Linked DNA regions of Mus musculus: regions 2, 3, 4, 5, 6 and 7 are each linked to region 1. Evidence: chromatin contacts called from public HiChIP or PLAC-seq and promoter capture Hi-C data. All regions are on one chromosome and are shown on one strand. Each heading gives the region's core, a stretch centred on a gene start, on an enhancer-like site or on the middle of the called end of the contact. The rest is flanking DNA. Distances are from core to core; before and after follow the strand shown. Region 1 holds the start of Ggnbp1 (gametogenetin binding protein 1). Region 2 holds the start of Decr2 (2-4-dienoyl-Coenzyme A reductase 2, peroxisomal). Region 3 holds the start of Pgap6 (post-glycosylphosphatidylinositol attachment to proteins 6). Region 4 holds the start of Axin1 (axin 1). Region 5 holds the start of Uhrf1bp1 (UHRF1 (ICBP90) binding protein 1). Region 6 holds the start of Snrpc (U1 small nuclear ribonucleoprotein C). Region 7 overlaps Ilrun (inflammation and lipid regulator with UBA-like and NBR1-like domains).

Evidence for each region. Promoter capture Hi-C pulls out the DNA fragments that hold promoters and counts their contacts. HiChIP or PLAC-seq counts read pairs in DNA pulled down with a chosen protein or histone mark.
Region 2: a contact with region 1 is called in a promoter capture Hi-C map of liver, with 2.5 times the contacts expected there. The contact joins the promoter of Decr2 here to the promoter of Ggnbp1 in region 1. A contact is called at or near these places in 3 of 39 promoter capture datasets (the HPC-7 cell line, liver and pre-B cells).
Region 3: a promoter capture Hi-C map of liver shows a contact between it and region 1, with 4 times the contacts expected there. The contact joins the promoter of Pgap6 here to the promoter of Ggnbp1 in region 1. A contact is called at or near these places in 1 of 39 promoter capture datasets (liver) and 1 of 115 datasets of contacts at active chromatin or transcription factors (pancreatic cancer cells).
Region 4: a promoter capture Hi-C map of hippocampal neurons shows a contact between it and region 1, with 2.3 times the contacts expected there. The contact joins the promoter of Axin1 here to the promoter of Ggnbp1 in region 1. A contact is called at or near these places in 2 of 39 promoter capture datasets (hippocampal neurons and liver) and 1 of 115 datasets of contacts at active chromatin or transcription factors (pancreatic cancer cells).
Region 5: a contact with region 1 is called in an HNF4G HiChIP or PLAC-seq map of pancreatic cancer cells. The contact joins the promoter of Uhrf1bp1 here to the promoter of Ggnbp1 in region 1. A contact is called at or near these places in 3 of 39 promoter capture datasets (embryonic stem cells and hippocampal neurons), 4 of 115 datasets of contacts at active chromatin or transcription factors (bone marrow-derived macrophages, embryonic forebrain, microglia and 1 more) and 1 of 9 other capture datasets (adipose tissue).
Region 6: a contact with region 1 is called in an H3K27ac HiChIP or PLAC-seq map of microglia, with 6 times the contacts expected there. The contact joins the promoter of Snrpc here to the promoter of Ggnbp1 in region 1. A contact is called at or near these places in 3 of 39 promoter capture datasets (embryonic stem cells, hippocampal neurons and pre-B cells) and 8 of 115 datasets of contacts at active chromatin or transcription factors (bone marrow-derived dendritic cells, embryonic forebrain, embryonic stem cells and 5 more).
Region 7: a FOXA1 HiChIP or PLAC-seq map of pancreatic cancer cells shows a contact between it and region 1. The contact joins the enhancer-like site here to the promoter of Ggnbp1 in region 1.

Annotation. Positions count from the first base shown.
Region 1 is chr17:27,027,114-27,031,436 of GRCm38.p6, forward strand. Ggnbp1 (gametogenetin binding protein 1) reads left to right here and starts at 2,146. Exons shown (of 6, transcript NM_027544.2): 1 at 2,146-2,833; 2 at 3,563-3,687. The coding sequence starts at 2,346. Bak1 (BCL2-antagonist/killer 1) reads right to left here and starts at 1,514. Exons shown (of 6, transcript NM_007523.3): 1 at 1,298-1,514.
Region 2 is chr17:26,087,761-26,092,083 of GRCm38.p6, forward strand. It overlaps Decr2 (2-4-dienoyl-Coenzyme A reductase 2, peroxisomal), which reads right to left and starts at 2,404. Exons shown (of 9, transcript NM_011933.2): 1 at 2,204-2,404; 2 at 1,169-1,237; 3 at 262-313. The coding sequence starts at 2,283. Nme4 (NME/NM23 nucleoside diphosphate kinase 4) reads right to left here. Exons shown (of 5, transcript NM_019731.1): 5 at 3,985-4,323. The coding sequence ends at 4,269.
Region 3 is chr17:26,110,996-26,115,318 of GRCm38.p6, forward strand. Pgap6 (post-glycosylphosphatidylinositol attachment to proteins 6) reads left to right here and starts at 2,321. Exons shown (of 13, transcript NM_021793.2): 1 at 2,321-2,572. The coding sequence starts at 2,455.
Region 4 is chr17:26,136,289-26,140,611 of GRCm38.p6, forward strand. Axin1 (axin 1) reads left to right here and starts at 2,398. Exons shown (of 11, transcript NM_009733.2): 1 at 2,398-2,753. It overlaps Gm46600 (a long non-coding RNA gene), which reads right to left and starts at 2,464. Exons shown (of 3, transcript XR_001782196.2): 1 at 2,113-2,464; 2 at 985-1,053; 3 at 497-525.
Region 5 is chr17:27,854,390-27,858,712 of GRCm38.p6, forward strand. Uhrf1bp1 (UHRF1 (ICBP90) binding protein 1) reads left to right here and starts at 2,118. Exons shown (of 21, transcript NM_001080769.1): 1 at 2,118-2,405. The coding sequence starts at 2,362.
Region 6 is chr17:27,838,335-27,842,657 of GRCm38.p6, forward strand. Snrpc (U1 small nuclear ribonucleoprotein C) reads left to right here and starts at 1,753. Exons shown (of 6, transcript NM_011432.2): 1 at 1,753-1,835; 2 at 2,130-2,172; 3 at 3,936-4,044. The coding sequence starts at 1,828.
Region 7 is chr17:27,797,730-27,802,052 of GRCm38.p6, forward strand. All of the region lies in intron 1 of Ilrun (inflammation and lipid regulator with UBA-like and NBR1-like domains), which reads right to left. Among named protein-coding and RNA genes, the nearest start is that of Ilrun, 21 kb to the right of the region's middle. Within about 2 kb of position 2,477, at least 231 of the 459 cell types and tissues checked have an H3K27ac peak or open chromatin away from gene starts, as enhancers often do. A contact at or near this core is called in pancreatic cancer cells, where this site is marked.

The DNA of each region.
Region 1 (4,323 bases), core at 896-3,395:
TCCACCATGTGGGTTCCAGAGATAGAACCTGGGTTGTTACACTTGGCTGCAAGCCCCTTCATTTGCTGAGCTATCTCACTGGCCCAGAATTTTTTATTTTTGAGACAAAGTCTCAGGGCTTATTTCACAGTTTGTCCCCAGGGCACCTCTCCTTCCAACCACTGCTTGGAAGTGAGCTGGGGTCTCTCACAGTCTCCCCAGTGTACCTCACTGCTACAGCACACAGTGTGCCAAATCACACCATACTCTTTGGTGCTGTCTTCTTTGGTTATTGGTTTATTTATCTACCTACCTACCTGTCTATTTGTTCATTTCAGACAGGTTCCCTCTAGGCAGCCTGAGGAAAGTCTTGTATCCCTGATCCTCCTGACTCAGCCATTGGCTGGCTGGTGTTATAGCCACACCCAAGCCCGTTTTCCTCTTTGACCTGTCTCAGAGTTCGGTTAGTTCCTGAGGCAAGACCTTTCACTTTCAGTTTGCACCCTTTCAAGAGTTCCCACCCCTATGTGGGCCACCTCCATCACTGCAGGAAGCACTCTTTGAAAAGGGGTGGGGGAGGGCCGGCTCCCCTTCACCTCCCTCTTCATTGATGGAGACAGGGTGAGCAGACAGACCCTCCTCTTGCCATCCCTGAGAGCCAGGCCTCATCAAGACAACCCTCTGCTGGGCATAGTCTACCCAACGGCTCCTTCCGGGATAGGGTGCTCTTCCTGGTACCTTGTAATCCCAGGCCAGCAGGGCCAGGGGACGCTGACTTCATCCACATCTCTCTCTCTCAAAATAATAATAGTAATAATAACACCACCCTGGAGGCTTACTGTTAGAGAGCAGGAAGAGTCTCAGAAAAGCCCTCCACAGCCAGTGCTGCCCTGGCCCACCTGGCCCCCATCCAAGTCGCCTTGACTTCCCATTATGTCCACTGGCTGGGCCCAGGATGCATGTTCCTCACAACCGACCACTAGGCTGTACCTAGAATCATTCTGGGGGAGGACTGTCCGTGTCCTGGTACAGCAGGGAGTATCAACCGTATAATTTCTGTCTCTGTTCATGACCTTGACCCTCCCCTCCTTCCACATAAAAGTCCAGGGCCACCAGAACCGGGCAGGAAGGGGCGCTTCTGATGTATAGCCAGAGGCCCTGTGTGAACCATGCCTGCAGCTTCCCTTTCAGAACCTCCCAGGGAAGCCACATCAAGGCCTCCCTCCTCACCGGGTTGCCGATGGAGGTTTCTGCCCCACCCTGGGCCAGAATTGCCCAGGATTAGGACGGTGGGATTTGGCACTGGCTGCCCGTGTACCTGAATGACTCTGCTCCAGATGTGGGATGGCTCAGCCGTGCAAAGACGAAGACCCCGAAGGGCTTGCTGGCTGCTTCCAGGGGCCAAGGTTTCAGGCCTGACTGGCAGGAACTGGTATCAGTGGATTCATGGTGCTGGATGCCGCCTCGGGTTGCCTCTTGGCCCAGGAAACCTCGCGACTTTGTGACCATAGAGGAGGTCCCAGCTCCCGGCAATGACCAGCTCCCTCTAGAGGAAGTTCTCGGTGGCCGCCGGATGCAGGCGCTCAGGGAGGCTGCTGCTTAGGGGAAGGTCCTCGGCCGGGCTTGGAAGCAGCTACAGCCTCCCCTGCCTGCCCTGTCCCAGCCAAGGGGAAAAGCGTTCTGTTTTCTGCCTTTCCTGTCTCTGATTCCCGGGCCTCCTCTTCCATCTTCTCCCTCTAGTGAAAAGCAAACCACAGACAACAACAAAAACCAGGATGAGCTGACCTGCAGTCCCAGCGTTCAAGAGGCTGAAGCAGGAGGATCATGAAATAGAGGCCAGCCTGTGCTACTAACACCCTAAAAGAGAGGAGGAGGAGGGGGAAGGGGAGGAAGAAGAGGAGGAGGAGGGGCAGCTCAGAATTTGTGCTGTCCTAGATCCCTGCAGCCTGGCAGCTGCAGGGACTGATCTCAAACCCAGAGTAAACAGGAGTTTATGGATAGACAGGAGCATATGATGTCCTGTTCTCAGCGTGTGCACCCTCCTCCCCCCCCCCCCCGGCCGCCCTATCTGCCTTCAGCCAGGCTTCCACAGCCTGTGGGTGCTGTTGTGTTATGTCTCACCATCCCTCAATCTCCAGCCTTCCTCTGAGACCTGCTGAGCTGGACCCTGGCTAGCTCCCTCTACCCCTCTACCCGCTTTCCTTCCAGTAGACCCCCCCCCACCAGCCTCCAGTTATAGCCTCCCCCCACCCCCACCTCCTCTTTGCCTTCTAGAACTTCTGGAAGTTTCCAACTGGAGGTTTCTGCTAGCAGTTGGTCCTGGGCTGGCTGCCATGGCTTCTCCCTGAGTCGGGGTCCCACTCAGGATGGCAGCCCCGGCGCGGACCCCTCGGTCACGGATCTTAGGCTGCTCCTCCATGCTGCGCTTTCTCCGAAACCTGGTGGGGAGTAAGGGCGGTTCTAAGAGCACTAACAAGCCCCTGACCAGGAGCCAGCCCAGCTCCTCATGGGAGCAAGATGTTGTCTCCCCAATGATGGGCCACCAGGGAGGTCGTGGGAGGAAGGAGCCCCGGGCCAAGGTCCACTCTGCAGCTTCCTCTAATGGGAAGAGGGAGCCCCCGCCCAGGGTTCTCTCTGCAGCTCCCTCCAACCCGAGGCATGATGCCTTTGAGCTGGGCACTGGGGACTCAGGGTCCCAGACCCTCACCTCCAAGGATGTCCCGAAGCTAAGGGCCCAGGGTGTTGAGGTAACATCAGTTCCTCTCAGAGGAACCTGGGAGGTTCTGGAGCAGCTACCTGAGAAGAAAGGAGAGGAGGAGGAGCCAGTAGGGGAGGTCTCCGGGGCCTCAGACAGGTGAGGGGCTGGTGCTGCTGGTGCTAGGGCTGGTGGGGTAGCCTGATCTAGCTAGAACAGAAGGAGGATGCAGGCATGAGGGCCATGACTAGAAGCCCACAGCTGTAATGGGCTGGGGTAAGGGGTCCTGAATAGTGAAAGCCATGAGGGACAGTTAAGGGTCCCAAGGGAGGGAGGGTCAGCAAACAGGGCTGTGTGAGGAGTGGCTGGGAACTGAGGTGTGGCTTCAGAGTGGAGTACCGCCTGCCTAGCACGGTCCAGGCCTGGGTTTAGTCCCCAGCACAACAAAACACATTGGTGGCACACATCTTTCATCCCAGCACTCAGGAGGCAGAGGCAGGCAGATCTCTGCATTTGAGGCCAGCCTGGTCTACAGCTAGGGCCACACCGAGGGGTATCTTGTCTTGAAAAAACAAAGAACAACCAAAGAAAATATCCTAGAGGCTAGGAAGGGTGCACTAGAGTCTGGACAGAAGTACGCTGAAGTAGGCTCTGCTCCAGCCTGTACCCCTACTTTCCTGCCTGGCTTTCTCTCCCACTGGTCTTAGCAGCAGTTCCCTGTCTGGAAGGTGCCTAGCTCCCCACATCCTATGTCCCCCAGAGGTGGTAGGGAAACCCCTCTGTTAGCTATCCCAGGGAACAGAGCAGGTCCGTGGAGAGACTCAAGGTAGAGTCAGGCCACATTTGTGGGTGTCCCCTGACCCCACCTGACTGTGGCTTTGGGTTTAGGGAGCATTTTGGCCAGGCCCTGGAGACAGAACAAGGATGCTTACAGTGGGTTCCGGGACCACTGGCGCTCACCCCTGGGGCCTTCATCAAGGAGGAAGAGGATGAACACTGCCCAATTGAGTTTGGTAAGGATGCAGGTGGGAGGGGCAGAGGGGAGGGGAGCAGAAATGGATGCCTCTCCTCTAAGACTTCTGGGGGTGGGGGTGGGGCAGGAGCCCAGCAGGGCATGAGGCAGAATCTGAGGTTGGAACCCCACTTGCTCCACGCCGTGTCATGTGACAGAGGAGCATTGCTGGGTATCTCTGCCTACTCTCCTCACCCATAAAATGGACATGGGCAACAAGGGCCTCTGAGGCATCTAAAGATCAGTGAGGTATCAAGGGCTAGATGAAGGCTGAGCACACAGTAGGGCCTGGTACACAGTAGGCACCGTGCTGCGACTCATTCTAATCCCAGCACTTAAAGGGGCCCAAGAGAACTGAGTTCAAGCCTAGCCCAGCTTCTTCAAGGTGCTGTGCTGCAGGATATTTGATCACACCATGAACCCCAAGATTGTTTTATTTACTGAGCTTTAAAAAAACCTGGTTCTGGTTGTGGTGTGACTCAGTTGTAGCACACATCTTTAATCCCTCTGGCTGGGATACAGACAACACCTTAGTACATACCTTTACTCCCTCTGAGTGCAATACAGACATATCCTCAGCACAGGCCTTTACTCCCAAACAGTGAAGGTAAAGTGAGTTTGTAGAAGGAAGCAGCCA
Region 2 (4,323 bases), core at 1,154-3,653, 940 kb before region 1:
CCCACCTTCTGCCTACATTCCGCCTGGCCTGGAGGGTAGATGGCTGGAGTGATGGCCTTTAACACTGACGGTCCTACTGAGCCATTCTGGAACCAGACAACTTCTAAAAACATGACCCAATAACCAAACTTCTAAAAAAAAAAAGTCCAGGGGATCTCTGAGACTCCATTTCCACTGAGCTCCTCTGCTCAAGAAGAGACAGATTTTGTTCTGTTTCTATCCTCTGGGTCTCAGGACTCCTCCCCACAGCTTTCTTCTCACCGTGGTCACTTTCTGCAGACTCCTGCCGACGATGACAGTGTGGCAGCCATGCCTATAAAACCAGATAGTAGGCCTGAGAAGAAAAGATGAGGGACAAACCCTGGGGGGCTCCCAGCAAGCACTACTCCAGAAGGAACTCCCCCAAGTTTCTTAGTTTCTTGGCCTGACCGGCAGCAGGCACAACTGTGTAAGTCTAGACAGACTTCTGGATGCCATGGCTGCCCACTCCTAGGTGTCTGTGGTGTGTCTCTGGCTTGGGGTACCCTGCCTCAGATACCATGTACATGGCAGAGAGGGTGTAGTGGGATACTGGTGTCAATCCCATATCTGTGCAGGGCCCTGCTGGGACACTGGAGTGAAGAACAGGAGCCCATTTTGAGAGGGGGAGCCACCCGGTGACAACAGTGTCTATGACCTGCTCCACAGGTTTTCATAGAAGCTACACCAGCTTATTTAATCTTCCCGACTCTGAATAGACAGGGCTTTGTTCTACTAGAAGAAACTTCATAAAGCCACCAGCTCTGAATAATAATCTACTACTTGGAGCCTCAGTCGATTCTTGTGGGACTCACGTCCAGTTGTGAAAAGCTGAGTGCTGGGGAAGACTGGAGAAGGGTTCTTCTACCTCCACCTCCACAATTCTGAGCCTCCACCAGCTTTGGTATCGAGCTGCTAATCCTCTCAATGAGGTCACAAAACCTGTGTCCAAGGGACACTCTTCTCCCACATCAGCAGCACCCCGTCAACGTACGAGGCTGTGAGGCTAGTCACACACAGTCTCAACTAATTCTAGGAGACCACAAAGGTCCTGACCTCTCCCCAAGACAGCATTCAACCACTCCCCCAAATCCACCAAGATCCAGACAAAGGGACGTAAGGTGGCAGGAAGGGTTCCGGTAGTGTGTACCTCATGAAAATCTCTGCGATCCGGAAGCCAATCCCAGAACCACCACCTGTGATAAAGGCCACTTTGTCCCTTCAAAAACAAGAAAATGTAGTCATTTTTAAATATTTATTTGTTTTACCAGTATGAGTGTTTTGCCTGTGTGCCTACAGAGAGTTGAGTCCTCGTGTGGATGCTGGGAACCAATGCTGGGTCTCCTGCAAGAACAGTAAGTGCTCTGAACTTATTCAGCCATCTCTCTAGTCCCTAAACTCTTCTTTGAAAACCATGTTTTAGCTTGATGGGGGATGCATGCCTGTAATTCCAGCCTGTGAGAAGTGGAGACAGGGGGACCAAGAATTAAAAGCCAGCCTGGTCTACAGAGAGAGTTCTAGGACAGCCAGGGCTTCACAGAGAAACCTCATCTCGAAGAGCTTTAGATAGATAGATCTCTGTTAACTCAAGCTCAAATAGATAAGCGGCCCGTGGAGAACTTTCACTCCATGAACTTCTACCCAGTTTCGCTATGAAGGAAAACATGCTCCTGCTAAACAGGTACTCAATGAATTTGCAAGACATAAATCCCCAGCCATAAAACTGCAATCTTTAAAGTCGGTTATTTTTAGGCTCCCTAGAAGTTCGGAGGTGAAGGAGTTTATTTAGCCTAAAATTTTCTGCGTAGTAAGTTACCAAGAGAGACTTGTTTTCAAAAGTGAGCAAGCGCCGGGCGTGGTGTCGCACGCCTTTAATTCCAGCACTCGGGAGGCAGAGGCAGGCGGATTTCTGAGTTCGAGGCTAGCCTGGTCTACAAAGTGACTTCCAGGACAGCCAAGGCTATACAGAGAAACCCTGTCTCTAAAACAAAACAAAACAAAGTGAGCAGCTTCCACCCTCAGTCCCTCATCCCATTCTTCCAGAACCCCAAGAAACTTCAGGTCTACGATTGCCCAGGAACGGAGTACTGAGCATCTGTCCTCTGTGATGTCACATCCAGTGGCAGATTCGTTAAACCCTGTGCCCCAAGTCTGGATCGCCCCCTGGTTCCCTGCTTTAGCTCACTGGAGAAGATCCGGGCAGAAGAGATGGTGGTATTCAGGAAGACAGTCATCCCCCTCAACGTCGGGCGGCGGCTGGGCCATGATTGCTGCGTGTCCGGGATGGCAAGGACAGTGGAACCAGGAACCAGATCTACCTTTCCAACGCAAAACGCAGCGTTCTGCAGGTTGCTCGCTCCGCCCAGAAAGATCCAGGACCAAAGTTCTGCCCCCACATCAAGCCGCCCATCAGACGGGGGTGGGACAGGGGCGCCCCACCCCAAAAAGGTGCCTGGGCCCTTCAAGCCTTCCTATCACAGACCCTCCCGCAACTCCCAGCCTCCAGCCCTTCCCACTCGACCAGGCGGACACCCCGCCCTCGGTGGCGCGCAGCCTGCTGGGACTGAGAATGGGAGGAGGCACTGATACAGAGGCCCAGAGACGCTCCAGCCAGTTAAATGCCCGGTTCCTTTCCCAGTTGGTGTCTGTGCAGCCACTTAGTCCATATACCCAAGCTGGCCGGGCTGCGTGCTATCAGCTGTGGAAGTCGGAACTCCAGATGAACACCGCTCTTGGACACTACCTCCCAGTGCAGAGAATCTGGAGCTTGCAAACCCAATAGCTCCCTCTCGTGGCTAACCCGGGTGGAAAGTCCAGAGTGAACCTCTTGCTGGCTGGCAAGAATCACTGCACTGAAACTCAGAGAACCAAGAACTGGGTTCCATTGTCTAGATGTCAAAGAGTGAAATGACTTATCAAATTAGCCACAGAAGCTGTCATGATGTACCTGCAACTGAATCAGTGACTCTGGGATCCGGGGTGAGATGTGACTTACATGTGTCAATGTGAACATAAATGGACATCAGGCCGTGGTGGTCATCATGGACAGCATCAGGTCGGGAGTGGAGGATACTCTTTTGTGCCTGGGTTGCATTGAGGGAGAGATGAGAGTAGCCCTTGGAGTGTTAGGCTCTGCTGTTCCAACTTCAGGAGACCTGATACACAATACCCACAAAGACTGGTGTGTACTCCTACTGAAGGCTCGCTCACTGGGCCTTGAAGAAGCCTCAGGTCCGGTCTATTCTTTACTGCCATCCTCAGACAAATCAGATGGGCAGGAGCTATACCAGCGCCCGCAAAAGAACCCCAATTGGATTCTCAATTTCATGGGCCCTGGATTCTTGCTTGGTTCTTGCATTTACCCAAAGTCGAGGGATCCTTCCTTTCTTTACTCAAAGCTCTAAGCTTCAGGCCTAATGTTTTATACCATGCATAAAAACACTCATTAAAGTGCTTGAGTAAAGCAATTTCCTCCACATTTGTCATGACTATGGGACATCATGGTGCATCATTGCTCTGGTGACCTATAGCTTGGCCCTGTAGTCGTGCCAATGAAATAAGTAGAATACGGTGGTAGCTGGGACTAGGGGAGTAGTAATCCAGGATCGGCATTATACACTGGCCTTAACTCCTCACCTAGGACTTTCTACTCCCCTGTAGGAGGTAGGTAAACTGAAAGCAGGATCCCATCAGGCTTGCTGTCACTGCCCATGCTGGGGGCAGGGGGACCTTTCAGTGACTCGGCTGTCCTGAGGTCACCCATGTTTCTGTGGCCAATCTCTCATCCACGGTCCCATAAGCCAGTCCAACGAACTCATGGGTTCACCAACTGGAAATGGTTGGAATTGTTACTCTAGTCTGTTATTGGTGCCCTAGAGGGGGTGAACAAGCATTTGTTCATATCTCCCAGGAAAGGTCACACAGTGCTGAGATAGCAGAACTAGTAAGTAGACCATTTCCATTTTAAGCATAAAATTTTAATGTCTCTCCTTTGAGGCAGGTGAAGTCACCTTTGACAATGCCCCAAAGGTTGTCTGGCACTTTTGTACACAAGGACATGGTCCAATATTGTATTGACTTAGGATACAAAAAGGCACATAGAGTTGAGGCTTAGACTCCCCTGGGCTGGAGTTGGGTAGAGCGGGAGTAGGGAGTGGTTTGGGGACATGGGAAGCATGGGGGCTTGACTTCTTGTTGACAGAGGTAGTAGGTCATGGGTAGACCTGAAGTGCAGAAGGCAGTGCAAGCCCTCAGGCAGGGTAGCAGCTGCTGTGGTGACCACCATCTGCCCAGTTCAACAGTTCG
Region 3 (4,323 bases), core at 1,071-3,570, 920 kb before region 1:
CTCCACAATGACACACTCAGAGAGGGCTTTGGAGTGGGCAGAGAGAGGAGAGGGGGCTCTGAGTCCAGGCTGGGTCAGCCAGTAGAGCATACTTCAGTACTGATCACGTCTGCTGCTCTTGGGACTGTGGGATGCTTCAGCAGGCATGGAGCAGTAACACTCAAAGACTTCTGTCGCTTTAAATTCAGAGTGGCTGGAGGGCCCCCTGCAGCTGGGGTCTGCAGGGCTCAGCCGGATTCCACAGCAACAAAGGGTCTCCTTTAGCTTGGCTACCTTGTTTCCTTCCTCTGTGACCTACACCCTTCAGTCTTCAATGCCTTCTTCAATGCTGCTAGCAAGCTTACCTCTCCCTTCCCCCTACTGTGTAAAACATTTAAGCGATAAAAGCAGGTATGGTTCAGTCTTCTATTCCTAGCCTCCTGTCTCCCTTCCCCCAGGGCGCAGCACGGTGACCAGATGCCAACTTCTTTTGCAGATATTCCATACCTTTGATACATAGACATGAAAATTAATTTTATTTTTCTATGGGAGTGGCCTAGGAGACCAGAGGAGCTTATCTGATCCCCTAGCTGGAGTTACAGGTGGTTATGAGCCACTTAACATGGATTCTGGGAACTGAACTTTCGTCCTCTAGAAGAGGAGCAAGGGCTTTTAACCTGTGGCTATCACTCTCTCCAACACAAGATGTGAATTTCTCTCACTCAATTAAAACATCCCCCCCCCCCCACTTTCCTAACACAGTACATCATTCCCAAACAAAGCACAATATTTTCCTTTTTTTTCTTGAGGAGAAAGGGGAGGTGTTGAGAAAGGAGTTCTTGTGTAGCCCTGGCTGTCCTGGAACTCCCTTTGTACCCGAGGCCGGCCTTGAATTTAGATATCCACTTGCCTTGCCGGTGGGTGGGGCCTTTCTTCCTTCCTTGTGCTGAGATACAGGTGTGCTCTGCCCCACCAGCCCTTTCTCATGTGACCACAGTCACTTTCAGTAGGGGTGACCACTTTATATATGCATCTACCATTAGAACAGTGGGTGGATGCAGCCCCACACTTCAGTGAACCCTGGCAGGATAACAAAGGAAATAGTTTTCCTACAGGCTGGGGCTATTTTTGGAGAGTTCGGAGGCTCCTTGGGGACATTCCTTAATTTGGGCCCCATCTCCCCAAAGAGCTTTTTGATCTTTGTTTGGCAAAAGGATAAATATGCTCCAACTTTTTAACATTCTCTAACACAGGAGGTGGTCCTGTTGTTCTAATTTGCATAATGTTTTAGGAATCCTGTAGCATGTAGCACTTTGACTTTTTTCCCCCAGCTTTTCAAAACAGGGTTTCTCTGAGTACCTGGAACTCAGAGGTTGGTCTGTCTCTGCCTCCCAAGTGCTGGGATTAAAGGTGTGCACCATGACCACCCTGGTCCCTTATCACTTTCCTGAAAAGGCAGGTAATACTGATGTGGGGAGCACTTTACTAGTATCTGTAGGTCAGGCTGGCCTCACTCTTGGTGATTTTCTTGTTCTAGCCTTGCCAGCACTGGGACTTCAGCTGAGATCCACTGTACTCAGCTTTTCATGATAGGCTGCAACCTGACCTGGTGTTATTTATAATTTTTTTTTCTCAAGACAGGGTTTCTCTGTGTAATAGCTTTGGCTGTCCTGGACTTTATTTGTAAACTACCCTGGCCTTGAACTCAGAGGTCTGCCTGCCTTTGCCTCCCCAGTGCTGGAATTAAAGGCACGGGCCACAAATGTTTGGCTTATTTTTGTACGCATGTTTTTAGTGCATTGTTTTACTTTTGTTGTTGCATCGAACCCCTCTGAAAAAAGCCTCAACTTCTCTTTTTGGGCTTTCAGTTTGCAACCACATCTTTAACATGTTTGGAATATATCCCTTTGGTACCCAGAGTAGTTCATCTGACACTGACATGAAACTCGGTTACTCAAAGTGCACCTTCCCGTTTCCATTTGGTCTCTTATACTTTTGCGGCAGTTTATGGTTATGGTGTGAGGGGTCCTGAGAGCAGCTGGAGGTTCGGTTCTTCCAGGCAAGGTCAGAGTGCACCTTCGGGCGTATATGTCACGTATACGTGACATCTGTCGTCTGGTACCCCAAAGCGTTCGACAGGACCCTTCATCCTTTGCCGCCCACCCCCTCAAGCTGAGTGATCCCCAGTGAATCCGTGTCCCCTTCCAATGAGACCTTTTCGGCCCCCTGCTGTTCGCCTCCACTCTGGCCAAGGTGACGCGGTCCAGCATCCTCAGGAACCTAGACCGCAGGCCGGCTCCCTGCGGGGCGGGGCCTCGGAGGCGGAAGTGCCCGGGGCGCTGGCGGCAGGTCTATCGGAGCCATGGGAGCTCCGGGCAGAGGCAGTGGCGGCGGCCGCAGAGGCGGCGGGGGCTGCCCAGGCGGGGGCGAGCGGCGCGGGACGCGGGAGGGGTAGCTCGGGCTGAGCGCCGAGCCATGGGCCGGGTTGGGGCCGGGGGCACAGCGCGGGAGGCAGCGACCGGGTCACTGCTGCTGCTGCTGCTGCTCCTGGCTCGGCCTCCGCCTGCCGCCGCCAGCAACAGCAAGGAGAGCGGTGAGCCCGCGGGCCTACAGCGCCATCCGCGGCGCGGGCCGGGGGCGGGCGGGAGGCGGGGATTGTGACTCACGGGGGGCACCTGTGCGTTCACCTGGCGCGGCGTTGAAACGAGGTTCTCATCTTGGGTTGCGCCCCCTGCGGGGCATCCGGGCCAGAAAAACCCCCATGCCCGCTTTTCCGTTCCGGGCCCGCCGAGTTCGCTCACTTGGAGCGGATTCTACCGGTCCGTCTCTCCTGTGCTTTAGAGACGCGACTGTGGCACCCAAGAGCTGGGAGGTAGAGGAACCTATCTCCGAAGAATAGCTGAACCGTGGTGACGCAAGGGACAGTATCTGGTAGAAGGGTTGAGCTAGAGAAAGTTGGGCAGACCCTGGACTAGGGGGGGTCTAACCAGCATTATGTTCCTAATCCAATCCCAGGAAGGTCACTCTTGATTGCTGATTTTGCTTCTCACCGACTGTGCTGCCAGCTGGCCCTAGAGAAGCTGGCTGACCAGAATGGATGTAAAGAAAGGGTACTCCCTTATAGGGGAGCTTCCTAACTGCTTTTTGTTATTTCTGCTCCGCAAGTGGGAACGCACTGGACTACAGTTTAAGGAGGCAGTTAGATCTTTGACCCTCTGTGTTCTGCCTACCCGCAGACATTTAGAAATAGGAAAGATGAGTACTTTCCCTTCTCTTGCCCGGCGGGAAACTCCCCGGGAGACCTTTGTGCTACCTGGTGTTCCTTGGACCTTTCCGGATGTTGACTGTACCTCCCATTTCCACCCCCTCCTCCCTTGGAGCTCTTGTTTCTTTCTTTTTTATTTATTTATTTATTTACTTATTTATTTATTTTTATTATATGTAATTACACTGTAGCTGTCTTCAGACACTCCGGAAGAGGGAGTCAGATCTCATTACGGATGGTTGTGAGCCACCATGTGGTTGCTGGGATTTGAACTTCGGACCTTCGGAAGAGCAGTCGGGTGCTCTTACCCACTGAGCCATCTCACCAGCCCCTTGTTTCTTTTTTTAAAGATTTATTTATTTATTATATGTAAGTACACTGTAGCTGTCTTCAGACACTCCAGAAGGGGGAGTCAAATCTCACTAGGGATGGTTGTGAGCCACCATGTGGTTACTGGGATTTGCACTCAGGACATTTGGAAGAGCAGTCAGTGATCTTAACCGCTGAGCCATCTCTCCAGCCCGGAGCTCTTGTTTCTTTGAGGGTTGTTGTTTTTGGTTTCCGAGGAGTTGGTATAGTTTGAAATGAAAGGCAGTGTTCCCTAAAGACCTTCTGATAGATTGCTCCATACCACATCCTATTTGTTCCTCCTTCTCCAGCCCTGGGATTAAGCCCAAGTGAGAGTTGATGGCTGGGTGGGGGACAAGTGGCTCTGTGGCCCTGGCTGCTTTGACGTGTGGGTAGTATCTCTGACAGTTGCTGGGGTTTGGAAGGTGTGGGGCAGAGTACCTTTGCTTAAATTCTCAGGGAAAGTTCAGGACTTTCTTTTCCCACTCTCTACTCAACCTTATGCCAATGGGGGTGGTGTGTGGGGCAGGCAGGGCTCACCCTACCATGCCAGTTGTCTAGGTCATATGTGTTCAACAAAGTAAGTGTGTGTCTCATCAAGGAAGTCTGGAGAGGTTATTTAGACATGAGAGTTTGGTACTTGGGTCTCATCTAGGTATCTAAACATCACAGATGTCAGCTCTATTCCAAGTGTCCCTCCCTTCACAAAGGCTTTGTGGGGTCCAAGGGCT
Region 4 (4,323 bases), core at 1,148-3,647, 890 kb before region 1:
TTTTTGTTTTTGTTTTTTGAGACAGGGTTTCTGCATAGCCCTGGCTGTCCTGGAACTCACTCTGTAGACCAGGCTGGACCAGGCTGGACCAGGCTGGACCAGGCTGGCCTCAAACTCAGAGATCCGCCTGCCTCTGCCTCCCAAGTGCTGGGATTAAAGGCGTGTGCCACCACACCCGGAGCTCTTTATATCTTTTTTTTTTTTTTTTTTCCGAGACAGGGTTTCTCTGTGTAGCCCTGGCTGTCCTGGAACTCACTCTGTAGACCAGGCTGGCCTCGAACTCAGAAATCTGCCTGCCTCTGCCTCCCGAGTGTTGGGATTAATGGTGTGCACCACCACGCCCGGCTTCTTTGTATCATTATTAAAAGACACTTTATTTAAAAGTATTCCTATGTCAAGGTGGAGAGATGGCTCCGTGGTTAAGAGCACTGACTGCTCTTCCAGAGGTTCCAAGTTCGTTTCCCAGCAACTGCATGGTGGCTCACAACCATCTCTGATGAGATCTGACGCCTTCTTCTGGTGTGTCTGAAGAGAGTGAGAGTGTACTCACATACATACGTAAAATAAAAATAAACCTTTTTTGCAAAAGTATATTTCTATGTCTACATTGAGGAAAAGAATTTCTGCTCATGAGTTTGGGTTTTTAAAACTCTTGATTCCTGGCAAGAAACATGAGCAAATGCCATGAAAATTTAGTTAAAGCTGCTAATGGCAATTCTGGGAGGAGCAAAGGCATTTCAAGGCTCTCAAGTGCTGTCCTTTACCCTCTCATTGCAGAAACTCCCTCAAGGTCTTCATAATTTAATCCTTTTACCCCTATTTATAATTTCTCCCCCACCACACCCCCCCCCCCCAGCACTCCTTAGCAGGCCGTTGCATTTCCTCCAGGCTTCCTGATTCCCTTCCTGTCCCTGCAGGGCAGGGGTCCCGAGGAGCTGGAGGCCCGAGGGCCCTACTCTGGTCCCAGGGCTTGGGGATACCTACCACCGTGGGCCAGCAGGAGGATGGACGTGGACTTGATCCCGAGAGCCTGGCCTGGCCGCAGCAGCAGCTCTACAGAATCAAGGCAAGCATTGGGGTCCGGGTTTGGGAGTGGGGAGGATGCCCAAGGCCAAGGCTATCTACTGCTCACTCAGTGGTCGTGATTGTTTCTTCTAATGGTATGAGGCTGAATGGTCTGGGTCAGGGGCTGCTAGAGAGTCTCCAGTGCCCAGAGGCCGGAGGACCTGAGGCTGCATTAGATGGACAGAAGTGAACATGAAACTTGTCCTGGCATTTGAGGGGGGGGGCACTATCTATACCCCAGCCCCAGACCTGAGGCTCAGTGATGAGTCTAGGAGGGGAATTTGTCAGGCTTGGTCACCCTAGTAGCTATAGTTCAAGTGGTTCCTTCTCTATACATAGCAATCCTGGTCCTCGGTACTGTGCTAAGTCCTCTTAAGGGACAGGTGGCAGGGTTAGGATCACCCCAGTCAGCTGTGGGTTTAGAGTCTGAAGCCAGTACTACTGCTTTTGCCTGTGAGCCATGAAGAAGGGACAAGGCAATGAGGGAGAACAATGTCCAGAACAAAACATGGCAGTGGCACTGGCAGCAGCAGTATAAAAGCATGTAGATGGCAAGTGCAGATGCAGCCAGTATAGGGTGGTATGGGTACCAGGAGTCCTCTGGCCAAGGTGAGGTCTGGGTGGGTGCGTACTAAGCCTAGGTCACAACTTTTTGTCTGCAAAATGGACTACCTGAGAGGTGTCAGGGGCTGATTTGACTGGTAGATGACATTCTTAAGTGCAGTAATTACTTGTGTTCACATATTTCTCCTTGGGATGTGGCTGACCGAGGGTTGAGACCTGCCAAGTAGAGAGTTGTGCATCTATGTTCCTGTGGTGGGGCAAAATGGAGTTGACTCTTTGCGCTTGCAGACTTAGCAAGAGATGCCTTGCAGACATTATAAGTGTTATGTGTGTATTTGTGTGGAGGGCGACCAGCTACCCAGAAACTCTACTCTCTCAATAGCATCTGCGATCAGATATGAGTGGTCTGCCTTCAGTGTACTGGCCTAGGGTTCAGTGATGGCTGTGGTTGTTGAGCGCGCTCAGGGCTGTTTCCCATGGCACCTTTCGGGACGAGCAGTAGTCGTTGCCCCATTGGGCATCCTCCGCGGCTACGTTTCTTTTCAGCGGCACTCCTAGTTCACGCCCCGCCTTCACCACCGCAAGACAGTGCTTGGCTCCTGAGTACGCCGCAGTCCCGCCTTTCGCTCAAGACTCTGCCCCTTACTCTTCTTGTCCTCGGACTCCCACCCGCCCCGTGTTAGAAGCTCCGCCCCACACCGTGGTTCTGCCTCTACAACGAGACCCAGCCTCCGCAGCAGTCCCGCCCCACACCACGGCCCCGCCCCCGCACTTCCGGGCGGCGCCGGCGGGGGCGCTCAGGCCTGGGCTTCAGGGCTCTGGGCTCAGGCTCCCGGCTCAGGGAAGCGCTTGCGGCCGCCGCCGCAGGAGCCTGCTGGGGTCGGGCTGGAGCCTGGTTCCAGAGAGGGCTGGTGAGAGTGAGCAGCCGGTTTTGGCGGCGCTCTGCGGCCTGCCTTGCGCCGCCTCCGGGCCACGGGTCGCCGAGCCGCCGCCGCCGCCGCGATGGGGGCCCCCCAGGGCCGCGCCCCCGCCGTGGCCCGCCCGCTGAGCCGCCGCTGAGCGCATGGGCCTCGCCGGGCCGGGAGCCAGGCCCCGGGCCGCGCCTCCACAGCCGCCGCGCGCTGGTGAGTAGTGGGAGCCGACGGGCGCGCTCCTGTGGCGCGGAGGCCTGCTGCCCGGGGCTGCGGGAGTAGGCCGCGCTAGGCCGGCGTACGCGGACCCGGAAGAGAGGGGCGCGCGGGTTGCGGGCGGGAGGCGTGCCGGAGCGCGGCCCCTGATGTGCGAGGTTGTGCCCGGCGTAGGGAGACCTGAGATCCAAGGGGACGTTGAGCGGAAGAGGTGGCAGGCTCCGCAGTATGAGTAGAGGCGTGGGGACTGCATGGTATGCTAGGTATATATGAGGAGAAGGGCTTGGGGGTGGGGGGGGCGATGTGCCAGGGACAGGACGATAGTAGGGCATGGGGAAAGCAAGGCCTGTTTGAACAGGACCAGGGACTAAGGAAAAGCAAGGATTCTAAGAATGATGTACAGGTGGGTGTGTGTCTGCCGAGTGTGGTGTACTGTTGATGGGTCTGGGACACATTTAGGATATGGGTGAGTGGGTGCTGAGAAGCTGCTGGTGCTAGACTGTGTGTGTGTCTTCCTTTGCGCTATCCCCTAGTCCCTATGAAAAAGTAAAGTAGGGACGAGTAAGAACAATCCAAGGAGGGCACTCTCTGGTGTGGTTTGGCTTGCCAGATAACCACTTGTCCTGGTGTTCATTGCCTTACTTAATAATGCTCCCCCCAAACAAAACAAATTCACCCAAAACCAAAGCCCAGAGCGAGCATTTTTAGTTGGGCATAAGGATTTTTTTCGGCTCATCTGAAGATAACTTGTAAAGAGTTCGCAATAACTGTGTACTCCTCCCCTTTACTCCAATGCGTTCCTTTACTCACAGTCCGTTTTGGAGAACATGGAGTCTGACTTTACCTGAGAGAGGCAGTACTAGCTGGTTTCAGTTTTAGAGCCCACTTCAGGGCCGAGAAAATATAGGGAGCACAGAGATTTTGTTTGATTTTTCAGCAGTATTGACTTGTCCTACATCTTTCAGAGAAACACCGTTACGACTTTATGTGATGGGGGACTGCACTAGATATGAAATGAGAGTCCTGACCTTTCAAGAATTTAATCAATGGCTCGTTAGTATGATAGTCATATTATTACTTCCACGTTCCACCTAAATCATAAGCTTGGAAGCTATACTTGAGTATAAGCAATATATACAAATACACCCAGGGCTGTGTGTTTTGACAGTGTCAAAGGGAATTTTATATATGATATCAGGTTTATATATTACCTTTATAGAGTCACTTTATAAGTCTTGGTTGCAGATTTGAGGCTGGATTTGGTGCAATGGGCTTTAGATTCTTACTGAATTATCATAGCTGCTTTATGTGTGGTATTTCTGTGTGCCTTAAGTGTTAGATGTTCTCTGTGGGAGCCCAGGGGTTATTGGAAATTGGGCTGTTTCAGTGTTAGTAATTTTGGGGAATGTTTCGTGTTCAGGTACAGGTAGCCAGGAGTGCAGGCCCCTTTTTCCTGTGATGATATCCTAGATAAGAGCATAGTAGACACGATGGGCTGGTGTGATGTTTTAGATATCCAATGTGCTTACCACATGCAGACAGAACTACCAGAAAGTGACTGAGGTTA
Region 5 (4,323 bases), core at 868-3,367, 830 kb after region 1:
TAGAGCTGAGGACAACCTTGAATTCCTAATAGTCTTGCTTCTTCCTCCTAGGTGCTTCCCTCATGCCTGGCTGCTATCCTGAGATGGCATTGTATTATATAGCCCAGGTTGGCCTTGAACTACCTCAGCTCATGAGGACTGGGATTTTAAGAGCATAGTATCAGCTGGGTGTGGCAGCGCACATTTTTAATCCCAGCACTCAGGATTAGGGGCACAGAGGCAGGCCTATCTCTGTGAGTTTTAGGCCAGTCTGGTCTAGAAATTATTTCCAGGATAGCCAGGGCTGCACAGGAAAACCCTGTCTCAACAAGAAAAACTATTGTCCGACAATTTCCACCCCCCCTCCTTCTCAATCCTCTCTTTTTGATTGATTGATTGATTAATTTTGAGACAGGGTTTCTCTGTGTAGCCCTGGCTGTCCTGAAACTCAGTCTGTAGACCAGGCTGGCTTCAGATTCAAGTAGATCCACCTGTTTTTCCACCTCCTGATTGTGGGGACTAAAGGCTTGTGCCATGTTTTTTGTCTCAGTGTTTAAAATTAAAATTAAATCTCAATCTGGAAACATTGCTAGTTATGAATAAAGTTTCAGAAGGAACTTACGACAGCTTGTGAAAGCTCAATGAATGTTAGTTGCAGTGACTAAAACAGTATAGCCAGGTGTGGTGTGAACAGCCACATTTTTTGGCGCTCAGGAGGCAGAGACAGGAGGATGGCTGCCACTTTGGCCACATCCTGGTCTATCTACATAGCAATCCCTGGGCCATCTAGGGCTATATCTGGATACCTTGTCTCAATCTCAACCAAGAGTAAACTTTTTTTTGGTGGTTTTTCGAGACAGGGGTTCTCTTTGTAGCCCTGGCTGTCCTGGAACTCACTTTGTAGACCAGGCTGGCCTCAAACTCAGAAATCCGCCTGCCTTTGCCTCCAGAGTGCTGGGATTAAAGGCTTGCGCCACCACGCTGGGCTCCAAGAGTAAACTTAAAAGACCTGGGGACTGGAGAGATGGCTCCCTGCTAAGTGCTGCTCTAGAGGGCTTAGGTGCAGTGCTCAGCACCCACACCAAGTGGCTCACAACTACTTGTAACTCCAGTGCCAAAGAATCTGACAGCTTCTGGTCTCTGTGGGCACATGACATTCACACTCACATAGGAATGCACAGATAAATAAAAACACTCCGTCTTTGGGGGGCGGTGCGTCTGAGTGGAGTACTTACCTCATTTGCTTGATGTAATTAATTCCTACTCCCGCCAAACTTACCAAGAAAGCAAAACCACACGAAATAGCGAGAATTAAAGACATTGGCTCTCATTTCCATTGCTCCCTTTTCAAAAGGCAGTTAAGTATATTGAGTCATGTACTAATGATCAATAGACATTTAAATTTCCTAAAGGGGGCTTTAAGCAAAGTATGTTGGTTAGGTTTGCTGTGGTTGTTCGGCGTTTTGACCTCAGCAGTTTGTCAGAATGGTGCATTGGGAAATGAGATCCTGCACTGAGCCATTGTCATGCATGGAAACAGGATTCAGCCCTTGCCCCAGTTTTGTAGCTTTGGTCAGATGGTATCTGAGTATCTCCTGGATACAGTGAAGAGTGGAAGGAGCCTCCATCTGTGTTTAATGGAGTGGCCCAAGGCTTGGCGAGCACTTTATCACGGAGGCCTTATGTATTTAGCAGCTTAATAACTGCAGATATTTTTCTTGAAACTGGAAGCATTAAAGGTTAGATTTCTTGGGTCTTTTTTTTTTTTTGTGGTTTTTCGAGACAGCGTTTCTCTGTATAGCCCTGGCTGTCATGGAACTCACTTTGTAGACCAGGCTGGCCTCGAACTCAGAAGAGACAAGGTCTCTTAATGTAACCCTGTCTTGGTAGTCCCCATGTAGACAGGGTTGGTCTCAAGGTCCTATATTTGCTTGCCTCTGGCTCTGGAGAGTTCGGAGTAAAGGCGAATGCCACCATCTACCTTCTGGAAGAGTGAGCCCCGCCTCTGAGCGTGTAAGCCCCGCCCCGCGCAGTTGCCCCGCCCCCTATGCCTCTGAGCTCCCGCCGCCCCGCCCCTCATCCCTTGCGCCTGTGCCGCCGCGCGCGTCCCCGCCCCTCGCCGTGCGCTCTCGCCACGGGGATCCCGGAGGGTGGCGTGCGGTCTGGGTTCTGCTCCGCGGGATCCTGCGGCGCCGCACGGGCGGGTGGGAACGCGGCGGAACTCCTGGCGCTGAGTTAGGGGCGACAGAGAGCCATGGCGGCCACTGTGGCTACGGCAGCCGGTGCCCGCGCCGCGGCGAGGTGAGAGGACGCCTCTTTTCCACAACTGAGGAGGCCACGGCTGCCCGTCTGCCTGCATTCCACGCGGGCCCGGGCTGCAGCATGGCCGGGATCATTAAGAAGCAGATCTTGAAGCATCTGTCCCGGTGAGAGCGCCACCCCGCGTACTCGGTCCTTTTCCGAGCCCTCCGACCTCCCTCCGGCCGCTCTGGGCGAGCGGCTCCCTGCAGGCGCGATTCAACTCTTGCGGGCCGTTGTCGGCGCTGCATTACTCCCTCGCCCGGGCCACCTTCCTCCCCACCCCCGTCGCCGCCTCCTTCCTCGGCGCGGGTCACCCAGCCCTTTCCTGGCCGTACCTTCCAGACCCGCACGGAACCTGGCAGGCCAGCCCTGGAGGCCTCTTCCCGCCTGCCGAGCCGCCCAGCGCCGGTTCATTTCTGGCTTTGCCGCTCCGTGCTGGATTACCCAGGTCCCCTTCGATTGCAGCGCCGACGCCGGCTTTCTCCTTCTGTGAGGCGAGCTCCTCCTCTTCTGTCTGACCCTGTTGCATCACTCTTGAAAAGATATAAACCCTTCACCCGAGGCTGGTCGTCCTTTCGGACCTCCCTCCTTTCTGGGTCCGCTTTCTTCTCCGTACACAGACGGATTGGAGAAAGGTCAGCGGAGGTGGGGGATAAAGTTTCAGCAGCCTTCCCTTTAAGATGCCATGGAGGTTTGTTTGACAGCCAGTGTCCACTTGTGCTTTGTGGCCTCCTGTTAAGCTGTCCTGTCGCTCTGTATTTGGGGCATGACGGGTTAGCTGGCAAGACACTTTTCAGCTATATCTGAAGGACTCCTGGTCTCTGCGTGATGATGCAGCTTGTTAGAATGGGTGGCTGCGAAAATTGGGAGCTAGCTTTGCAGTTGGTTTTCGCTGCTTATTCTAGCTTGGTGATGGTTGTTAATTTAGGTTGTCTCAGAGGCTCTAGTGATCCAGAGTTTGGCAGCACAGTGACTAGTGGTTTTCAAGAGGTGTGTGTGAGTGTTGCCAGTCAACATGGAACACCAGGGCTTGTGTGAGCCTCTGTCCCTGACGTGGTGTCCCCCGTTGCCTGGCTGACATTGGCTTATGTGATCTTAGACATTTATTAGCTAGATTCAGATACCTTGTTTGATTAACTGTTATGTGCATGACTGAAGGGCCGGCTCCTGGAGTCTGGGCACTTCCTCTTCAACGTTTATCTCTTTCAAACTAGATAGTAGTAGTAGATACGTCAAAGACTATCTAGGCTGCTGTGGTGCACACACCCCCGAGGTCCTAGCATTTGGAGGCTGAGGTAGGAGGAGTGGGGTTTTAAGGCCAGCCTACAGTAGAGTTCCCAGCCAACTTGGACCATGTGGTGAGACAGTGATAAATTAGAAGACTCCATGTGTTTTTATATTGAAAGATTTATTTAAGAGCCTCACAGAGCGCCCAGTAGGACACCGGGCATTTTGGGGGTTACAACTTGTGTGGCTAATTGTTCTTATTGGGTATGTGTGTGTTGTTTTGTGTGCGTTCAGAGAGGTGCAGAAGTGCCACAGTGTGCTAGTGGAGGTTGCAGGGCAACTCTGGGGAGTCATTGTCTAGTTCCACTTTCACAATGTGTTCTGGGGATCAAACCCAGGTCATCAGACTTGTGAGGCAAACACTTTGCCCTGTTGAGCCTTTCTGCTGACCTTTTCTTTGTCTCTTGCTGTCTGTCTGTCTGTCTGTCTGTCTGTCTGTCTGTCGGTCGGTCCTTCTGTCTCTCTCTTGAGGCAGTGCCTCCCTTACTTTGTAGCTGGAGTTACTGTGCTTCCTGCCTTAGCCTCCTGAGTGCTGGAGTGGTTGGCAGTGGACACCATGCCTGGCTTTAGGCAATTTTTCTATAGCAGTTTGTGTGGGGGTGACGAGGGCACACATCTGAATGTCTCTCAGAGCGTCCTGGAATAAGTGAAGGACCCTTGCTGTAGTCCGATGCCTCCCTCTACTCCCACTCTCCTCCTCTTTTTTTTTTCTTTCCATCCCTCCCTCCTTCCCCCCTTCCTTCCTTTTGAGACAAG
Region 6 (4,323 bases), core at 503-3,002, 810 kb after region 1:
ACAGCCACCACGCCCGGCTTTAATTTATTTTTTGAGACAGGGTTTGTCTGTGTATTCCTGATTGTTCTGGACCTCACTCTGTACATCAGCCTGACCTCAATCAGAGATCTGCCTGCCTCTGCCTCCTGAGTGCTACGATTAACCACCCCGCCAAAGGTCTAGGTTATTTAAGGAACTAATAAGGACCAAAGTTATCTGAAGGTGACAATGAAAATCACTGCTTTCAAGTGATATCACATTTGAATTGAATTTTGCAAACCAGCCTAGGGATAGTAACTTTTCTGACTCTCTCTCTCTCTCTCTCTCTCTCTCTCTCCCTGCCCCCCCAAGTGTGTGTGTGTGTGTGTGTGTGTGTGTGAGAGAGAGAGAGAGAGAGAGAGACAGCAGTATGACTCCTCCCTCCTCTCTCATTCTTTGGAGTTCAAGTTAAAAGGCAATCCACTTTGTTTGAGAGAACAGACTCTAAGTTTGACCTGTTAGTTGGCAATGTACTGCTAACAACGTCTATAGAATCACTACCATTTATGGTGGCCTAAGTGCATAGACCTTTCGCTAAATGCCCTATGAGCTTTACATTTAAATTTTTTTTATATTTTGTTTTATTTTAGACAAGGTTTCCCTGTGTAGCCCTGGCTGTCCTGGAACTCACTCTGTAGACCAGGCTGGCCTTGAACTCAGAAATCTGCCTGCCTCTGCCTCCCAAGTGCTGGGATTAAAGGCGTGCGCCACCACTGCCCGGCTTAAATTCATTTTTGTATTATTGTATGTATATGGGTGTTTAGTTTGTAAGTGCACCATGTATGTGCCTAGTGCTGGGAGTGGATTAAAAAAGATCCATCAGACACCCTGAGACTTGAGCTGCAGACAGGTGGGAGTCACCACGGGGGAGTGTTGGTGATCGAACTTAGATTGTTCCAAGAGCAACAAATGCTTAATCGCTACACCAATTCTCCAGCTACTTTCCAGCATTTTTACATTTGATTCTTCCTTAAACTGCACAAGTTATTACCTTTACTTTTCAGATAAGGAAACTGAAGCTCAGAGAGAGTAAATTGCACAGCTAGGAAGGAAGCAGGGAGACAGGGTTTAAAACTTGAGACCCGCCCCACTCACCCAGGAGTGTGTCCCTACAATTCACGTCTGTCTTAATTGCTCAAATACAATGATCAATTTCTCAGTGATCGTCTTCTACATTTTCTTTGTCTTCCTTGATGTTCAGCTGCGCTCTTCCCCGCTTCATTTCCCCAGCATAGGACTTTGATCCCTCAGCCACTGATCGATTTCAGCTTACTGCTAATCAGGTCTTGGAGAATGAGAACTTTTACCTGATTTGGTTCTGCCTTTTTCACTTCTCATTTACAGAAGAGCTGGGTACATACTAGAGCAGTGGTCGTGACACCTTTTGCGGGTCGAACAACCCGTTCACAGGTTTCTCCTAAGACCATCAGAAAACACCGATAATTTGCATTACTAGTCATACGAGTGGCAAAATTACAGTTATGAAATAGCGACAAGAATAATTTCTGGTTGGGGGGGTCACCACAATTTGAGAAGCTGGATTAATGATTCGCAGCGTAGGAACTGCTGACTCAGGGTTTTGGAACCTTTTGTTGATAGTACTAAATTACGCACTTCCTAGACGGAGTAACTAATCCTGAATAAGTGAGCGCGGATTGAACCTCAGAGGCACCCACAGCATCCGTAGGGCAGAGGCCGGAAGCGGAAGTCCTACCCCTCCTGTCTGCATCCTTTGCTCGCGTCGGCGCAGCCTGTGTGCGTCAGTTCCTGGCGGCGGGGATCGGGGTAGCCAACGGCTTGTGGAGCATCATGCCCAAGTGAGTGTGGCCCTGGGAGCAAGCGGACTTGCGGTGGTCAGTTGGGTCCTGGTGAAGGTGCAGGGCGGCGGCCTCGGGTTCTGGACGTTCCGAGGGGAAGGCGAGCCCCTCCGAGGGATGGCGGGTGGAGACCCAGGCTCTCCGGCCATCCTGGCAGAGTGGGCGCGGACCCTCGCTCAGAAGCCTCGCATTCTGTCAGGACGCTTTGTTTGACTTACAATCCGAGGAAGTTGGGTTTTGGGTCTGTTTGTTTGGACAGCTGTTAATTGCTGACGTTTTCTTTTGTCATTTCAGGTTTTATTGTGACTACTGTGATACGTATCTTACCCACGATTCTGTAAGTGGCGGGTCTTTTTTATAATCCTAAAACGCCTTGTATGCAAAATTCTTTTTCTTTAGGTCCAGGTGTGTGCATTACAGTCTCCTGGAAATTTTATGACAACCTTTCTTAGAAAGTAATTAGGAAGCGGGTGTTTTTTCCCACCCTTTTTGTGAGGTCTTTGCAATTTGAAGGTATTTGCAGAATGATAAAACTTTAAGCAAGCTTGAAGATGGAAAGCATTTGCGTATACAGAAACTGCATGTACCTGTAATGTCAATACTTGAGAGGCTGAGCCAGGAAGATGGCAAATTCCAGGTCAGTTAAGGATACATATTGAGACCTTGTCAAAATAACTCGCCCCACCCTCCAAAAAAAGCCCAACAAAACAAAAAACAAACAAACCAGGAGTGTGTTCCTACAAACTTGCAGATTTGATTATGTCACATTATTCAAATGCCTGGTTAAAATGGAAAGAAATGTCTTAGTGTACAGCTCCATTCTCAGCTCCTGTGAGAACCTCATTAACTATTGATCATCAGGAGGAATAACTGAGATATGTGATTAGTGTTGCCCCGTGTGTAGCAGCCACAAGGCCCAGCAACAAAGTTAGGGCCTGGCGCCTGTCTTCCTAGTACACTGAGATGGAGCATTGCTGTGAGTTTAAGGCTATGGTGGGAGACCCTACCTCAAAAAAAAGCAAATCAAAACAACCTTTAGCAACAACAAAATTTGGTTTTTATGGTTTTAATAGTTTTAAATAATCTATTTATCTGCCCCCCCCCCCCCCAATCTCCTGAGGAAACAAGACAGATCTTCTGGAATAATTTGTAAACCAGGCTGACTTCGAACTCACAGAGAGCTGCTTGCTTTCTGCCTTCTGAGTGCACGGAGTAAAGTTATGTGCCACCACTTCCTTGGCTTATTTATTTTTGGAAAGGGTTTCATTATGTAGCCCTGGGTGGCCTAGAACTTATGTAGAACAGGCTGTCCTGCTGCCTCCATGCCTGGGATTCAAGGCCTGCATCACTCCGACCAGCCTATAGTACTGTATTCTCCTAATAGTGTGGCTTAAATATATTTAAGCTGCTGTTTTCCCATGAGAAACATGAGGACGCTGGGCGTGGTGGCGCACGCCTTTAATCCCAGCACTTGGGAGGCAGAGGCAGACGGATTTCTGAGTTCGAGGCCAGCCTGGTCTACAAAGTGAGTTCCAGGACAGCCAGGGCTATACAGAGAAACCCTGTCTCGAAAAACCAAAAAAAAAAAAAAAAAAAGAGAAACATGAGGACATTGAAATAGTACCAGGATTCAGATCAGCCATACGCATGCTTTTTCTTAAAGTAGCAAACTGTTTTAGATTTGTAAATATGGAGTCTTTATAATACTAAAAAGTCTTTATAATACTAAAAGTCATTGTAGACAGAAGCCATAGACAGTAAATAAATGAAGCTGCCAGGCAGATGTATAACCCAGTTGGTAGAGCACATGCCTAAACTACAGAAGCTCTGAGTTCTGTTCCTGGTACTGAGTAGTGAGGGAGGCCAAGAGGCAAGGATCTATGTGTCTGCCAGTGCTCAAAAGCAAATGTTTGATGGGTAGGCCCCAGTATGCTGGCCTCTGGGATAGTTTGTAAGTCCAGGAAAGATGTGTACTGAAGGCAGTGTATAAAAGGTATTTCAGTGTCTTAGCTAGGCTTCCCACCCAGAGGCAAAGCGGGAAACCTTTTTAGTTTGGTGATTTTTTTTCTCTGTGTTGGCCATGACCTTTCTGTTTTCCAGCCATCTGTGAGGAAGACACACTGCAGTGGTCGGAAACACAAAGAGAATGTGAAAGACTATTATCAGAAATGGATGGAAGAGCAGGCCCAGAGCCTGATTGACAAGACAAGTACGTCTCACAGCGTGGTCTTGGTGGGGTAGAGCATCTCACTCTGTGGTGGGCTTGGAGGGGGGGCAGAGAAGATGGAGCTGCCTAGGATTTTCCTGTTACTGTCAAGATTGTGTAACACATCTATGGGACCCTGTCTTTGAAAAATTGTGAACCACAATGTTGAGAGTTTTCCATGATGATTGGAGAAGGTAGAGATGCCTTTGAGAGACTTTATTTTGGGTTTCATGTTTGTAACTCTGGCAAAGAGAATTAGTCAGGTGAAACCTGATTGTTCAG
Region 7 (4,323 bases), core at 1,227-3,726, 770 kb after region 1:
TCCTGGGCCAGCAAGAGCAAGACTAGCTCAATCAGCTCCCACTCAGTGCCAGCATGTACACGCCTGTCTCCAAACACACATTCTGCTGCTGGTCACCAGGAAGAAAGAACACTGCCTGCAAGAAAGCCTCTGCCCCAGTCTTCCTCAGAGCTTCTAGGCTGAAACAGTCTTCAATATAAGTTCAGTCAAAAATATTCTGAAGATGTAGGCTTTGATGGCACACGCCTTTATTCCCCTCCTTCCAGAGGCAGAATCAGTGGATCTCTGAGTATGAGGCCAGCCTGATCTACAAAGTTTTAGGACAGCCAGGATTGTTAGAAAGAGAAACTCTGTCTCAAAAAATCTTCTGACAAAGGATGGATGGGCAGTGGGGAGGGTGGGATACCATAGGACTGTTCCTGTCTGGGAACTGTACCATGGGATGACTGAAATACTCTGTCACTACCACAGACATTTTTTTTCCAGACAAGAGTCTCATTATGTAGCTCTGGCTGTCCTGGAGCTCAGATAAATAGACTAGTTTGGCCTTGAACTCAGAGACCCAGTTGCCTGAGTCCCAAGTGCTGGAACTCAGTACCAGGAAGGTAGGGGCAAGAGGACTATCACAAGTTCAAGGCCAGCCTGGGCTACAATAGCAAGATTGTACACCCCACTCACCCAAAAAAAGTTACAATTGAAAATGCTGTATGAACTTTGAAAAACTAAGTGTGTGTTTACATGAACGCATGAATGTACCGCTGCCGGAACAACGTGAAGATGAGAGGACACCTTGTTAGACCTAGTTCTCCCCAACACCATGTGACTACGGATAATGAACTCCAGTCCTCAGGCTTGGGAGCAAGCACTGTTACTCACACACAGGGCTGGAGACACGGCTCAGTGGTGAAGAGCACTTGCTGCTCCTTCAGAGGATCCTGGTTCAATACCAAGCACCCACTTTGTAGCTAACACACTCTGTGTCTCTGTGTGTGTGTGTGTGTGTGTGTGTGTGTGTGTGTGTGTGTTTTACTACACAGATTCAGGCAAAATACCCATACACATTAGAAAACATAAGAACTGAAACTACAAGCTGGGCATTGTGCTGCATGTCTGTAAGCTCAATACACGAGAAGCAGAGACAGAAGGAGCAGGAGTTTTAAAAGGCCAGCCTCTGTTACATATCGAGTTCAAGATTATTAACCAGGGCCACATGAGACCCTGCCTGCTCTCAGGTACAGGGAAATTTAGATCAACTAAAGCAAAAGGAAACATCTAGTCAGACATGGGAGTTGATGTCTGTAGTCGCAGTACTCAAAAGGCTATGGTAGGGGGACTGTCAGGAGTTTGGGGCCAGCCTGGGCTACACAGTAAGTTCTAGGTTACTAGACTGAGCTACAATATGAGACACCAGTCCCCCAAAAGCAGAGAGGATATGAAGGGGATTGGTAAGATGGCTCACTAGGTAAAGGCATTTGGTGCCAGGCCTGACAATGTGCTAGCCACTACAACCTGACTAACAGAAGGAGAGGCCTGCCTGCCTCCTGACAAGCACTCCTTTGACTGCCACATGAGCTGTGGCTACTATGTAGTCACACACATGCACACAGTAAATGCAGAGGGCAGGGATGGAAAAGAAAAGAGAGAAAAATCTACAGAGTTAAAAAAAATGCTTTTCGGGGCTGGCAAGATGGCTCAGCAGGTAAGAGCACTGACTGCTCTTCTAAAGGTCCTGAGTTCAAATCCCAGCAACCACATGGTGGCTCACAACCACCCATAATGAGATCTGACACCTCTTCTGGTGTGTCTGGAGACAGCAACAGTGTATGTATATATAATAATAAATAAATCTTTAAAAAAAAATGCTTTTCTTGGGCAGAGGGAACAGCTCAGGGGTAGTGTTGAGTATACACACAGCCATAGTCTTAACCCCAGTAGTGAAACACACACACACACACACACACAAAAGAAAAAAAGAAAAGAAAAGAAAAAAGAAAAACACCAGGCCACTAAGCATAAAACACTCATTCTAATGACATAGTGTGCAACTGTAAGGAGGACCACAGCCTGGCAGGATTAGCCCTGTGGAGCCCCTATGCTGTGGAACATATGCTCTACCCCCAGTGTGGCCGTCCTCTGCTCTCGGACACACACACCAAGGCACACTGCAAAGGGAAATCCAATTAGTTAGCAGCAGATCTGCTCTGGCCAGGCCTCCTGTCTGCTTTCACTCGGGTAGCACTCGAGTCTGAGGAGAACAAGGCCCAAGGCAGGAAGGCACTCCTCCTTCCTGTGAAGATGGAAGTGCTCCGGAAGCAGGGGTCCCCAGAAGGACCCTGTAATCTGCCTCAGTCAGTCCAGGTTCAAGCTGCTAAGTATTAAGATGAATTTGCAGATGGAAGCCACATTGTTACAGGAACTTATTGCAATGCAAACCTCTGAGGCGAAGTCTGAGGGCGGTGCTGTGTATGTGCACTGCACTGTGTACTCAGGAGGACAAAGGCAGACTGTGCATGTAACCTGAGGCTGCACTCTGCTGAGTCACTTCCGTCACACACCTCGGGGTCCAACAACTCACGTTTCGGTCAAAAGAGCAGGTTTAGAATAACTCCTTGTTTTGGTCGCTGGATTTAATTTCCTGAAATGATTTACAATCGCTGTATCTATGGTAACTACAGTTTCTGGAAATTCTGAGCCACTGTGAGGAGACAATGTGGATTGCCCCAAACACCACAGGATGACCGCACAAAGCATGTCCAGACACAGCGCTCCTTACACACGGTTCTGGTTTGTCATGAAACTCAGATAGTGAGTTATGGTATGAGCAGATAAATCTGCAACTAAGCAGAATTTCAAACTGATTTGATCCTAAGACTGTCAAAGAGGTGTTTCTTGGTTTAAAAAATACAAAGGTTTGATTTTTTTAAAGTTGCCAAAAAGTATCTGAATACACAATTTATCCTATAATTTAGCTGTTATTGCTGTAAAAATTAGGAAATATAATAAAGGCAGAATTTATGGGCTTTGCTAAGAAATATCATATACCTTTTACAATCTCTTTGATTAAATGTTTCTGTTGTGTCTAAGAATTCCTGCCTGTGAGATCTTGGGACACTGTGCTTCCCATAGGGACCAGCCTCAAAGTGGCTTAGTTTCATTTCCCCTGAGGAACGTGCCGGCTGGCCATGCCATCTCTGGAGATGATATGAAAGCAAGCTCTGGCATACACATGTCCACATAAGAGAACATCCACAGAGGAAGTAACCAACCGTATGCTTGTCTCCAAGCTTTAAAAAGGTAAGTTCTATAGTGTGCAACACACCCAACGCTAGCTACTACACTAACAAACCCGGAGCAGGCCACTCACCTCAGCTGCAAGTGCAACCTGAAGTCAGTGGATATTGGCCACTGCACGGTGGTTATGAAACAAGTAACTTTAAAAAGCTACATACAGGCAGGGCGTAGGGGTGCAGGTCTTTAATCCCAGCACTCGGGAGGGACTGGCAGGAGGATGTCTGTGAATCTGAGTACAGCCTGGTTTACACAGCAAGCTATAGACTAGCCAGTACTACATAAAGACTGTCTCAAAAAAAAAAAATAAATAAATAAAAACATAAAAAAAACCAAAAAAACAAAACCCAAAGTTCCATACAGGGCTGGATAGAAGAATATTTACTGATCTTGCAAAGAAACCTGGGTTCAATTCCCCACACCCACAAGTTCAGTCTGTAACTTCAGTTCCAAAGACTCCAACACCCTCTTCTGGCTTCCTAGAGTACTGCATGCATATGATGCACAGACATACATGCACACAAACATTATATATGAGACAATCACAACCATAGAACCACATACCCTCTACTGGCCTCCACAGCCCTGGCACTGTGTGCACACATCAACAAGGACACACGCACATGTACATACATACACACACACACACACACACACACACACACACACGGACCATAAAGATGGCTTAGCAAGTGCCAGCATCTGTTCCAACCACGGCGGCCTGAGTACAAGGTGGGAGAGGAGAGGCAGGCTGTCCTCTGACTCCACATAACAGCCTTGATACACGTGCACAAACAAATATACACACAAAAGAAATAAATGGAATAAAACAAAAAAAAATAAAAGCTATATACTAGATCGAGGGAGACATACTGGATAAATTATATGCTATCACCTTAGCAGCCTGAGCTTGGTCCCTAGGTCCTACAGGGGACCTAGGAACCAAGTTGTCCCTGACCACCATAAATATGCCATGGTATGCCATCCAACAGTTTTTCCCTAGAAATAAAGGTTATGGTATTATAGGTTGGTTCAATCTCAGCACTGCAAATGCAA